2 separate regions of the Mus musculus genome follow, and region 2 is linked to region 1. A link is a contact called in public HiChIP or PLAC-seq data. All regions are on one chromosome and are shown on one strand. Each heading gives the region's core, a stretch centred on a gene start, on an enhancer-like site or on the middle of the called end of the contact. The rest is flanking DNA. Distances are from core to core; before and after follow the strand shown. Region 1 holds the start of Tmem132c (transmembrane protein 132C). Region 2 holds the start of Glt1d1 (glycosyltransferase 1 domain containing 1).

The links. HiChIP or PLAC-seq counts read pairs in DNA pulled down with a chosen protein or histone mark.
Region 2: an H3K4me3 HiChIP or PLAC-seq map of embryonic stem cells shows a contact between it and region 1, with 15 read pairs. The contact joins the promoter of Glt1d1 here to the promoter of Tmem132c in region 1. A contact is called at or near these places in 2 of 39 promoter capture datasets (frontonasal cranial neural crest and hippocampal neurons), 2 of 484 Hi-C or Micro-C datasets (both in embryonic stem cells) and 5 of 115 datasets of contacts at active chromatin or transcription factors (embryonic forebrain, embryonic limb bud, embryonic midbrain and 2 more).

Annotation. Positions count from the first base shown.
Region 1 is chr5:127,238,370-127,244,963 of GRCm38.p6, reverse strand. Tmem132c (transmembrane protein 132C) reads right to left here and starts at 3,138. Exons shown (of 9, transcript NM_175432.3): 1 at 2,944-3,138. The coding sequence starts at 3,049.
Region 2 is chr5:127,630,656-127,637,370 of GRCm38.p6, reverse strand. It overlaps Glt1d1 (glycosyltransferase 1 domain containing 1), which reads right to left and starts at 5,109. Exons shown (of 12, transcript NM_177005.4): 1 at 5,020-5,109. The coding sequence starts at 5,087. It also overlaps a transcript of Slc15a4 not described here.

The sequences.
Region 1 (6,594 bases), core at 1,889-4,388:
ATTTACTCAGATAATCTGTATGCAGTTGTGCAGTGTAGTTTAGGAGCCTGACATAGATGCTACAGGGGGGAAAATGAATTTTTACGTGACTTCTCCCATTTTTAAAACTATAAATGTATTTTATTTAATTACAGGAATACTCCCATTAAGAACAAAAACGAACAAAAACACTGAAAATCTGCAGTCTTTTGCAAGCATCCTGTGGATAGTCCAAGTCTGATGAGAGCCAGGTTGGGGGGGGGGTGAACAGGGGCAAGCCAAAGCCTGGTGGGGGTTCCAGGGACCTTTGAACATCTGTCACACAGGGGGATGCTGTGTGGCAGATGAGAAAGGATGGCCCAAGGTCTTGGTCTCCAAAGACAGCATGGCCGTGGGCAGGGGAGAAGAACCTTTTTTACCGGTAATTCCCAGAGTGCTAAGAGGCCAGAGAAGTGTTTATCATTCCTTTCTTCCTTCCTTCAGTGGCCAACACTGATCTTAAAGCTATTTCTATTCTCCAAAGCCTCCTCCAATCGAAGGCTCCTGAGCTTCGTTCACCACCGTTGATTCGTCCGTGTACAGCTTACAGCCCACACCTCCATAGAGGCCTCGGTCCACCTGGCCGTGTGCACATCTCAATATCAGTGGACCTTCCATCGGGTTCCGGTGAGCTGGAATCCACAGCCCAAACCAGCTGTCTCTGGGGCCCGTCCACCTAATCAGAAGCCATCAGAAGCCCACAACCCTTTCCACCTGCCTTTGAGGGTTGACGGGTGTAGAAGCGGGTGTTTCAGCTCAAGGGAGCCTTAGGGAGAGAGCCCTTCCTTTCAATGCACTGTCCTATTTATGAAAACTCCAGAGCACAACTGTGCTTTCTGTAACCCCTGATGTGTTGCAAAGCTTCAGAACTAACCGTCAAAAACACACACTTGGTTGGTGGCCGATGACTGGACAGATTTCCAAGGTTCCAGAAACATGCGCAGAGACCCTTGTATAGTCAAAGTCCCTGGTGGCATAGCTGTTTTTAAGACAGTGGAAATTTAAACAAGGGTGAGAAGGTGTTTGTTTCTGTCAAACATGCTGTGGAGGAGCCGGGAGGTGGCTCAGGGGTAGACTCACGCATGCGCGTGTATGCAGGAGGACCTGAATCCCAGACTCAGGAAAACAGAAAAGCGAGGCAGGTGAAGCAGGCTGGCTTCCCAGCGCTTAGGAGGCAGTAATGCACAGGGCAGGGCTGGAAGGAACTTAATGAGGGAACTTCCCCGCCAGATGAGAAGCTCTGTCTCAGAAAAAAACAAAAAACCCTCCGTGGAGACGGACTGCGGAAGACAGCGAGGATTGATCTCCTGTCTCTACACATAGGTGCGAACACACACCCGCTTGCACACGCACGCACGCACGCGACATCTTACAGAGTAAACACCAGGCTGGGTTAGGAAGACACCGGGGACGAACTGTAGCTTTCATCAGCCATACAAAGTGAAAACACATTTGGCAGACGGGCTTCCAGAACCAACCTTAGAAGCCCTCCCCACTTCCCACCCCCAACATGGTGAAGTCTAGCAAATCCAGGTGTCTTGGTGGGGAGGGGGGCGCTTTGCATCACATGGGCTTTCCCAGCCCTGCAACCTCCACCATGCCAGCCCCACCCCAGCGCCTTCAATCGCCAGCCAGCCCAAGGTCTAAAACGGCCACCGCAATAACAGCCGCTTCTTAGTCAGAAGCGAAATCTGGGTCTCTTTCTCTCTTTCTTTCTAACTCCCCATTAAGCCATTTGGTGATCAGAATCCGCGGGGAGGTGTGTACCGAGAGCCGCCTCTGGGCTAATAGCAGAACACAGGTAAAGGCTCCTGAATTTCTGCTCTTTGGGGGGGGGGGGAAGCCCACTCCCAACACCCCCACCCCCCACCCCAGTTTACCCGGGGCTCTGTGGAAACAGGACCCACTGGAAGGAAGCACAGCGTACATGGCAGGTTTGTCTGGGAATTGCTCCTCGAGTAAGGGGCATCCCCTGGTTTCACATGGTGGAGTAGAGACTTTTGTAAAGCAAATTCTACTTTTTAACGCCAATTGTCAACTTGTCTCCCCAGATACATTTCCAGCCCATCCTTGGAACCCCGGACAGGAGTGAGGTCTCGACATCTGTGCGGGGCGGATTAGAGCGAATCCTCAGTCCAGTCCGTGTCAAAGGCTGAGCTTGAACCCGCCTCGCTGCGGGAGGGCTCAGGACTCCGGGGAACATCCGGGCTTAACCCACCGCACGCGAAAACCCCTTCAGGGCGCCCCCGCGACCGCACCCCGTAGCTCGCGGACCCTAAATGCCTGAAGCCAGCGGCTCCGATCTTCCAGTCCTGCCTGCCGCCGACCGGGCTCACAGAAGAGTAATAATATGACTTAGCGACCTTAAGCAGCAGCGAGCGCTCTGGCCAGGCTGCGTCAGCCGGTTTGCACAAGTCTCCAGAAACCTGCAGAGTCCGGATTCCCACGGCCCCCGGAGCAAAGGACCGAAGTGGGAGCCTAACGGCGAGTCGCTGGAAACCAGAGCGGTCCGATGCTTTCAATGCCACCGTTCGGTCTAATGTAGGGCGGAAAGTCTCAGGTTTCTCTAAAGCTGGGGAAGGGGCCGCGGGAAACCAGGGTCCTCCCCGCGTCCCGCAGCTGCACCGAGTCCCGGGTGTGTAGCCCAATGTAGAAGTCAAGGTGTAGCCCAGACCCAGAGTCCGGCAACCACGCCCCCCCCCCCCCCCCGCTCTCCTGGAGGGAGGCAGTAGGGCTTCGAGGTGGGCTGCCGCGGAGGATCCCTAGCACTGACTCTAATGCTCCAAGCTGAGGCTGGTGTCCGCTGTTTCCGTAGATGGAGGCTCTAAGATGGGACCCGGATCTCGCGCCGCTCTCTCCACCCTCGCCCCGGCTTTCCCGCAGCCTACTAGGGGACCTGGAGGTCCCCGCCAGCGCCCGCCTTACCTTGGCCCAGTAGCGTGGCTAGGACCAGGCTCAGCGCCCCGTACCGCGCCGCCCGCCTCGGGGCCGCGCCCTCGGAGCGCATCGTGGCCGCTGTCACGCCATCCATCGCCAGCCCCGGGACCGCGCCGGTTGCCCCATGCCCGGGGCCGCCCCCGGCAGCGCTCCGGCTCCGGCGGCTGCTCCTGAACGGGTCCGGACAACTTTTCTCGGGTTGCAGCCGCGGTCCTGCTGATCCCGCCCCCGGGACCGCCCACTTCGGGCCCGCCCACTACACCCTCCGGATCCGCCCACCTCCGGCCCCCGCTCGCGGCCAGAGGGATGGATGGAGGATGCTTGTGTGCCAGAGAGGTTCCCGGAGCGCAGGCCTCGGGAGGGAGACCCAGAGAGAGGACGAAGAGACTCAGAGACCTCGAATCCCTCTCCTCCTGCTGCTGATCGGCCGCCTCGCAGTCTCCTGCCTCCGCGCAACCATGTCCTGCAAGACGGCTCTGCCCAGGTGCTCACCACGCAGGATGGAGCTGGATCCTTGCTCCCTGCGACTTGCTCCCCCCACCCCTCACGGTCACTCGGGGCCGTCGGTTCCCCATCTACAACATTAGGTCCTCCTCTTCTGAGGGCTGGAGACAACTGGATTTCAAAGCCACGTGCAGCTGTGGAGGAACTATCTAAGCGAAAGATTGGATTCAGTGGGATGTGTTCGGATGTGTGCTCCGCGTGCACTGCGCTTGGGAACGCGCTGACTAACCCCACTGTCTTTAGAAACCGGCCTGGGGCATGTGGCAAAGGCGAGACTCTTTTGTGTCTCTCACCCAATGTACTTTAAAAAAAAAAAATCAACTGTGCAGGGTTAAAACAAAACAGCGACGCCATGTCTCCACCTCCCCCTCCCCCCCCCCAAAAAAAAACATGCCTCAGATGTGCCTCGGTGAGAGCGGTTTCTCTGCACACCCTGAACCCATTTTCTCCTGACTTCCCAGCACTCCCTTCTGGTCACCAGGTTCTAGCCATGTCCCTTTAGGCTTACCAGCCCTAGGGTTTCATCTGCTGGTCCAGGAGCCTGGGCAGTGTGCTGCACAAAGACCCTCTTGGGTCTGCAAGTGAAAGGTTCTCAGGATGCACGCGCGAGCCTCTATCTGCCACTAGCTCTCCAAACCTGGGGATCCCCACCCTGTTCTAAGCCTCACGCTGCATAGGCTCAGTGGTCCCTCTCCCAACCAGGGCTGACAGAATCCTGTTGACCAATCCTTTGGAAAAGCTTTCAAAAACAGTGATTGTAGAAGAAATACCAGGGCAAGAAGCAAGCTTTCCAACCCCCAGATCAGGAGAAGGCAGAAGCAGCCCAAGGAGCCCAGACCTTGGAGACTAGCTTGCACCCAAAACGCAACTGGGCTCTCACAGGCCAGGGAGGCAGCCACTTTATATTTAGGTGATGCAGGCCCTACTGTTCAGCTCACTAAGCCACGGTAGACACATCCTTAGGAAGCAATAACGAAGTCACATGAGCCCCAAGAGGGGAAGGCAGACTTAATCATTTGTTTGTTTGTTTTTTGTTTTTTAAGTCTGGAAGTCTCTAGAGAATGACTTTTTAAAAAAAACTCAAATATTTAGCAAAGGAGATGTGCAACAGCCCGTTATTTCAGACTGAGGGATGGAGTTTGTTTCATCCACTATCTCCCGTTCAATAATAGGAACAAGAATTTAAAACCCCAAGGGGTTCTCACCTCCACATCTACACCCTGAATCACCATATGGGCACCTACTGTCATGTCCTCCAATCTCTTGAACCTTAGATACATCTCCCTTCCTGATGCCTCCAGAACAAACAGAAGGAGACCTAAGTAAAGAGAGTTTTCCTTTTGCAAGCTCCGCTTTAAGACTTCCTTTAATCTGCCACGTGACTTAAATCCAACAAACACATGGGAGAGAGGATCCTTGGTCCCTTTATCTTGGGAAACCCGCAGGTTCCCCCCTGGCTAACAAAGTTTCCTGTATTTATTTATTTTTTTAAAGTCCTGTATTATTGAACCTCAAAATCATTAATTCTTTAACTGAAATTGCTTCCAGATGCTCGCCTGAGTCTCATAAGCGACACCAGAGACCACTAATCTCCTCAAAGGGTATTGCGAAACTCCCCATAGGCTGCGGGCACATGGAGACAATTAATATGATTTATAGGAGGGCAGAGTTATTGGCAGGAGGCCTCCACATGTGCCCAGGGCTTCTAAGTGGAAGAGGCCACTTTTTAGATTTGTTTTGTTCATGCTGAAATCTTAAATGGACGGGGTATGGAGCTTGTTGGTGCGGCTTAGAGCAGCTTGTGCTGTCTGCTTCCAGGCAGGGTGTATGTCTCTGTATTGCTATGCTATACATTAAATGAGCCAGTGTTACTGAGGGTAAGACAAGAATGGCTATAGATTGGCCTCGTAAAAGCAGCCGTGGTCAGCTTGCAAAACAAACAGGGTCTTGACTCTTGGTGCTTATTGGTTGACACAGAAAACAAGGAAGGAAGAAAAATAAAAGACATGTTAGGCTCATGTTCGCAGACACATCGCAATGACCCTTAGAATTCCACATGTCATTCAGCCATTCAGCAAACAGTTTCCAGTTACCAGCCAGTTTCTTAGAGGGTTCTGAGAGTAGACTAGACCAAGGTCCCCTGATGGTTATCCTTGATTGACAGCTGGTTGGAATTTAGACTCTCATGGAAACAAGCCTCTGGTATGTCTATGAGAGGGTTTCTAAATTGCTTTACCTGTGGAGGGAAGACCCACCTTGAATGTGGGCAATACCATCCTGTGGGGTGGTATCTCAGACTGAATAAAAAGGAAATAGTGAGCTGAGCACCAGCATCCATCTCTCTCTGCTTCCTGACTGTGGATACAATGTTACCAGCTGCCTCACGCTCCTGCTGCCATGCCTCCCTGGCTCCACCACGATGAACTGTATTCCTTAAAACTGTGAGCCAGGATAACCCTTTTTCTCTCTTAACTTCCTTCGGTCAAGTATTTTGTCACAGCAATGACGGTCCTAAACTCGGATCTTTTCTCCTGTGGTAGACAGGAGCTCTAGGGAGGATGACTAAGGCAGTCTGTTAGGAGTTGTTGACTTTCAGTACAGCCTTCAGGGAAAGTGCAGTTGTGGGGGAGGGGACAGGTTTCATGATGATGAATGGAGGTAGGCAAGCAGAGGACTTTTAGGAAAATCCACAGTGAGAAACAAGGCCAGGCCTGGGTAGAGTGTGGCCCCAGGGGCAGCCGAGGATGCCAGGGGGTGTGGTGAGAACCACTGGATTTATCTGGGGAGGACTGGATGTGTCTGGGGAGGACTGACTCACAGTGGGATGCAGAAGGGAGGAGGGAACAATTGATAGATCTGTGCTATTGTGAGAGCGTCTTGAGCATCCGTGTATCTGAGGTTTCTCTGTATGGAGTTGGGGGGAAATTCTAGCAGCACAGGCCGCCGATTAGGAAACAGGCTCATAGAGAAGGTTACACCATTGCTGTGAAAATCAACTTTCCATTCAGAGAGTTGGTTCTGCTAGTGAAAGGCTAGCCCTAGGACCTGAGTTCAAGCCTCAGGACAACACAGCAGAAGGATAGATCCGACTCTCACAGGCCAGGTATCCTCTGACCTCCACACATACACCACACG
Region 2 (6,715 bases), core at 3,860-6,359, 390 kb before region 1:
CAGTGCATAAACATACACGCATATAGACACATTCCGGCAAACAACAACAACAACAAAACCCACCCATACGCAAATGATAAAAACTAAAAGCAGCAACACATTTCAAAAATACCAGGAAAGCCAATTTGAGAGTGGAAAGCAAGATGTCTTTGGGTTTCTGGAGGATGGTCTCTGTCTCAGCTGCTCATCGACCACTGTCATGAGGAAGCCATTCCCAGACAGTGGAAGACATCTGGGGGTCTCATTATAAAAGCAGGGGTTAGCTGGGGGGATGCAGCCCCGTGATGACTGACTGCAGGGCATGCGTCAGACCCTGTGTTCCCTGTCCCCCAGGACTGTCAGTGGAAGCGGGGAGGGGGTTGAGAGGGAGCTGGAGAAGCTAGCTATCCACAAAAGCGGGGATTGACCCAGGAAGCTGTTTTAAGATTAACTTGAATTATTGAAAGGTTTTGGGGGCTCAGCCTCCTCTCCATGAGAGGAAAGATGCTCTGAAATCCCTGGGCCCAGCACTAGCTGGACAGAGCTACTGAGGTTCCTACTCACATCTACTTCCCGTGTCCTTTTTTTCTCCACCAAGGCGAAGTGAAGTTTGTTCTCTGGGTTACATTTATTTTGAGACAGGTCCATGTAACCTATCTAACCTTGAACTCATGAAAGTCCTCCTGCTTCTGTCTTCTAAATGCAGGGGTCAGAGGCATGAGCCACCACACCCGCCTGTGTTCTAGGCTTCTGATTACAGTTTTCTTTTAAAGTTGTATTTTAGCCATGCAAAATGGCAGTGGTGTAATGCCAGAACTCGGGAGGCAGAGGCCAGGCTGATGTCTCCAGAGCCTGTTCCAGAACAGCCAAGGCTATACAGAGAAACCCTGTCTCAAAAAACAAACGAACAAAAAGTTGTGGTTTTATTAATGTCTTTATGTGTATGTCTCTGTGCATGTATGGGCACAAATGGGTGGGTGCCCCAAGGAGATTAAAACCATGTCAGATGTCCTGGAGCTGGAGTTACAGCTGACTGTGGGCCGCCTGATGTGATAGGAACAAGACCTCAGCCCTCTGAAAAGAGAAGCAAGTGCTATTAACTGCTGCACCGTCTCTCCATCTTTTCTTTCTCTTCTCTTCTCTTCCTTCCTTCCTTCCTTCCTTCCTTCCTATCTTTCTTTCTTTCTTTCTTTCTTTCTTTCTTTCTTTCTTTCTTTCTTTCTTTCTTTCTTTCTTTCCTCCTCTCTCCCTGTCCCTCTCTCTTTCCAGACTGTCATTATGTAGCCCCTGGCTGGCCTAAAGCTCACTTAAGTAAACTAAACTGTTCTTGAACTCACAAAGATCTGCCTTCTTCCACACTCTGTTTGCCTGCTCGTGTATTTATTTGCTTCCATTTATTTATTTATGTATGTATTTATTACAGGGTCTCATGTGAACTCTTTACTTAGTAGAGAATCACCATAAGCTTTTGATCCTTAGGCTCCGCATTCAAAGTCCTGATCAGATCGCACATATGTACCACCACACCCATTATGCACAATGCTGGGGGTGGACCCCAGGGCCTAATGTCTGCTAAGCAAGCACTCTACCAACTGAGCCACAAGCACCCTGAGCCACAAGCACTCTACCAACTAAGCCACAAGTACTCTGAGCTATAAGCACTCTACCAACTGAGCCACAAGTACCCTGAGCCACAAGCATTCTACCGACTAAGCCACAAGTAGTCTGAGCCACAAGCACTCTACCAACTACATCATAAACACTCTGAGCCACAAACACTCTACCAACTGAGCCACAAGCACCCTGAGCCACAAGCATTCTACCAACTAAGCCACAAGTACTCTGAGCTACAAGCACTCTACCAGATGAGCCATAAGCACTCTACCAACAGCCCCCATTGCTTCTAAAACGCATGGGACACAGGTTCAGTCCCTCTTACCTGCCATCCTACAGCTAACACTACCTTCATTTTATGGCTGTTCTTGGCCTTTTGTGACAAAAACCTTGCCCTTATTTCCAGCCTCATGCCCAACCCTGACTCGGGCAGATTAGCTGCCTTGTCACACTGTGATGCCCTGATTCATGACCACCAGTCCTCACCAAGCCAATGAAAGGACTCAGAATCACTAAATTCTAATTACTCAGCCTCATAGAAACTTTAGTGTTTTGTTCTTCAAGATAGGGTTCCTCTGTGTAGCCCTGGCTGTCCTGGAACTCATTCTGTATTCCAGGCTGGCCTCAAATTCAGAGAACCACCTGCCTCTGCCTTCCCAAGTGCTGTGATTAAAGGTATATCCTACTGTGCTTGGAGATATATATATATATATATAAATTTTGTGCACTTGTATGTGTCTATGTGGGGATGGTGTGAGCACAGATTCCCAGGAGGCCAGAAGGGAGTGTTGGATCCCTGGGATCTGGCTTACCAGTGGCTGTGAGCCTCTAGACATAGCTGCTGCAAAAACTGTGTGCTTTTGAGTCTTTTTTTTTTCTCTATACCTGAACCCCTCTTTTTAATATGGGTGGTGGGATTTGAACTCAGATCCATATGCTTTGGCAACAAGCACTCTTCTTCACTGAGCTATCTTCCCAGCCCCGGAGACGTGACGTTTGTCTAGGAAAGTCAGTTCTTATGCTGCAAGCAGAGAGTGTCAGTTTCAAAAGAATGGGGGTAGAATTTTCAGGTTTTATGGTTGTTTTCTGGGAAAGAGGGCTCAGATTTCTATGACTACTTTGGGGAAGAGAAATTCTCTTTGTATTTTGTTGTTGTCCTTTGCTTGCTCTATGTAAGAAAGGGTTGGAGAGATGGCTTGGTGGTTAAGAGCACTGACCGCTCTTCCAGAGGACCCGGGTTCAATTCCCAGCACCCACATGGCAGCTCACAACTCTCTGTGACTCCAAGATCTGACACTCTTACCCAGACATACTTGCAAGCAAAATACCAATGCACGGGGCTGGTGAGATGGCTCAGTGGGTAAGAGCACCCGACTGCTCTTCCGAAGGTCCGGAGTTCAAATCCCAGCAACCACATGGTGGCTCACAACCATCTGTAACAAGATCTGACGCCCTCTTCTGGAGTGTCTGAAGACAGCTACAGTGTACTTACATATAATAAATAAATAAATCTTTAAAAAAAAATACCAATGCACATAAAAAATAAAAATAAATAATGATTTAAAAAAGGAAGGGAACAGGAGATGGGAATATAGGAGGTCAGCTTCAGACTTTGGCATCACCCAATAAATATTCTGAAGGAATCATTTACAGTCAATCACTGATCTGTGAGTCTACAACTTTATTCCAAGGCTATGCGAGCTTCTCACTAAGCCCACCAGGGCCTTCCCTAACCACAGACTATCCCCCTAGGAATGGCACACATCCTCCAAGCCCTCTTCCCCCATGGGAAGGGGCATACAAACTTCTGGGTTAGCGATTGATTCTACTTTGTGACGACCTCCATGCACATGATACATTTGGGCATGTTTTCCACTATTTCATTCATCCGTGATCAAGTCATTCCGGAGAATCTTGGACCTTTCCCACCCACACAGTCAAATGTTAGCTAAAGGTGCTTAATGTTTAAATGGTAATCGCAAATACAATCTCTTCCTCTTACCATGTGCACAAGACAGCTGGATAACTGTCTCGCCAACCTTCTGTTTCTTGAACAGCTTAAGTTAACATTGGCCTCGGGACCTGTGGGTGCTTTCCCTCTGATCTTAGCTTACAAGCTACTTCTGCCGAGAGCCCAGCCTGGACCTTATCACTTGAAGGAGCCCCTCCAACGCAAAGGTTATATTGTTTTGGTATTGCTTTGCTTTGGAGATAGGCTCTCAAGTAGCTGGAAGTTGACAGTAGCAGAGGATGCCCTTGAACTTCTAATGGTCCTGCCTTCAGCTCCCAAAGGCTGGGGTTATCAGCATGTGGTCATGTACAACCGCACCTCCTGGGTTTATGCACTGCTGGGAACGGAACCCAGGGATTCACCTATGCTTGCCTGGCACTCTATCAAATTGGCCACACCCCAGCATGGTTTTATTTGCTCCATGGTCCCAATCGCCCTGGAATGATTTACCCCTGTGTTTACTCTCCTTGTAAATGACTTGCACTTTTCTACTGGAAAGAGCTCAGTCCACAGAGAGCCCGAAGAGTGACTGAATTAGAGGGAGGGGAATCTCACACAATCACAACACTATCACCACTCCGGGGAAACTTCAGGTATGCATCTGCCCGCCTTTGGTTGTTCACTGTGATCTTGAGAGGAACTGTAACATTTTTTTTAGCTTGAAGACTCAACGGCTCTTTCCCATGATGAGGAAACATACCCACTGGGGGCGGGGGGGGGGGGGGAGCCATTGGGAAATGTCTTGAAGCAAGTGGAAGGGGAGGGAGAGAGCGCGCGCGGGGGGCGGGGGGGAGCGAGCAAGTGAGCACGGGCACGTAAGTGTCTGCTTTTCCAATGATTCAGACCAGCCCGGTTTGATCCAGGCAACCAGATGGCCAGAGGTGAATGGACCCGCCTTCCCTGCCTTGTCCTGGCTCCAGGCTTCCGTCCCAGGTAAACATACAAAGCAAAAAGAGGCCTAATTAAATAAAATAAGCTGAGCGTTCAGAAGAGAACCAGGTAGGAAGTGCGGGCGCGGGGGAGGGAATGGCAGCAGCCACGGAACTCGGACCCTGAATCTCCGCACGTGCTGGAGCATCCGATGCACCGGGACTCTGCGTCTTTCCAGCCACGTGGGTCCCCGCTTCTCATCCCAGGCCACTCTGCCCAAAGCTCAAGTCTGCAGCGAGGCCTTTGCTGAGCCTCTGGTTTCCCCCACCACCACCCCGCGTCCCAGCGCTGGCCCAGGCGGCCTCTTTGCGGCATCCTAGGGCACTCACAATAGCCAGACAGGGCAGCAGGCAGCTGGAATCAGAGCTGCAGCCCCTCGCGCCCGCACCTGCGCCTACAACCCGGCCGTTTGTGCACGCGCGGCTCCGGCGCCCGGCCCAGTCCGGCATCCCCACGCGAGGGATGCTCAGGTCCCCGCAACATACCGTAGGCGCCCAGCTGTGACCGCGTTGCCAGTGTGAGGCCTCAGTACTGCCAGGAACAGGAGCCGCATGTCGTCGCTACCGCCAAGAACTGGGCCACCAGGCCCGGGCGGAGGGGTAGGGGTGGATTCGGTCCCGCCTGCTGTTCCAAGGCGGAGCCCGCAGGTTCAGGGGTAGGGAGGGGAGGGGAGGAGGGAGGGAAGGCAGGGAGGGCAGGGGAGGGGACACGAAGGGAAGGGAAGGGAGAAGGGAGATCTGGGGGCCCCGAGGGGACCTGAGGAGACTAGCGGGTGGGGGTGGGGGTGGGGGTCACGAGACCAGGTGTCAGACAGCCACGAGCTCAGAAAGATGGGAGGTGGGGGGAGGTTGTCCACTCTTCAGGCACCAAGAACATAGGTTGTCCTGTGACTTCCCCTCGTAAAGATCATGAGTTGGGCTCCTACATGCAACATAGTGGCTGATACAGAGACTGCTCCCCCAGAGACTAGGACCAGGTGAGGTGTAGGTACAAGACCACATGTGGAGAGGGGACTTGAGCTTCACTTTGCATTGAGAGGACCCTAGACCCTAAGGATGCCCTGGACTCTATGTATGTAGGCAGTCCGTCCTTTTGTAGACTCTGGCTTCCCCAAACTAAGTTCTGTGAACTTCCAGAGAAAGAGTATGGAGAACCAAAATAGAGAAGGCTGTTATGGAGCTGGCTGGGTTCAGGGATGTAGGTTTGCAATTCCAGGAATACAGAGACTGAGGCAGGAGGATTGCTGTAAGTTGAAGACCAGCCACAAGATTCTGAGGAAAGGAGGGGAAGTGGGGGGGGGGGGGCACCCAGCAGCCCTGGATTTCTTGCTTGCTAGACTCTTCTTCCAAGCGTTAAGCCACATCCACATCCGCAGCCTCAGGCAGTTTTTGAGGAGTGTGGTGTAAGGCTAGGAAGTCAGGTTTGTGCAGAGCCCAGGGCTCAGAGCCTCCTGCACTAAATACACCTGAGCAGGAAGGGTGGGAAGAGACAGTCTTGTGACAGCGTGACATTTGGGTGAATTCATGGCGTTTTACAAAGACATGTGCATTATTTAAAGCCCATCAATATTATAGAACCAATATTCTAAGCATAGCCCCGGAAATTAATCTCTTCCCATCCCTGAAAACTCCCTAACAACTTCAAAGAAGAAAGAGTAGGTGCCTGGGTCCCTTGAGTAGCCTTCTCCCAGTCCAGCTTCGTAACACACTGGTCTCTGATTGTCAATGGACAAAGCCTGCCTCTGCAGGGGAACACTGGACCCACTCTCCTACCTATTCACAGGGGGGAAGCAAGGGAAGGTTGGTTGGTTTGTTTGATTGTTTGATTGTTTTTTTTTAATCATATAATTACCTGATTCTTCCTTCTCTCCACAGAAAAGACTAATAGGACTTGCTCTTTTCTTTTCTTTTCTTTTCTTTTCTTTTCTTTTCTTTTCTTTTCTTTTCTTTTCTTTTCTTTTCTTTTCTTCCTTCCTTTCTTTCTTTCTTTCTTTCTTTCTTTCTTTCTTTCTTTCTTTCTTTCAAGTTTTATTTTTGAGTGTGTGCATGCGCGCGTGCATGTGCATCTGTTTAGGTGCCTGTGGAGGCTAGAAGAGGTTATTGGATCCTATAGAGCTGGAGTTACGAGTGGTTGTGAGCTGTCTGATGTGGTTCTGGGATTCAAACCCACATCCTCAGTAGG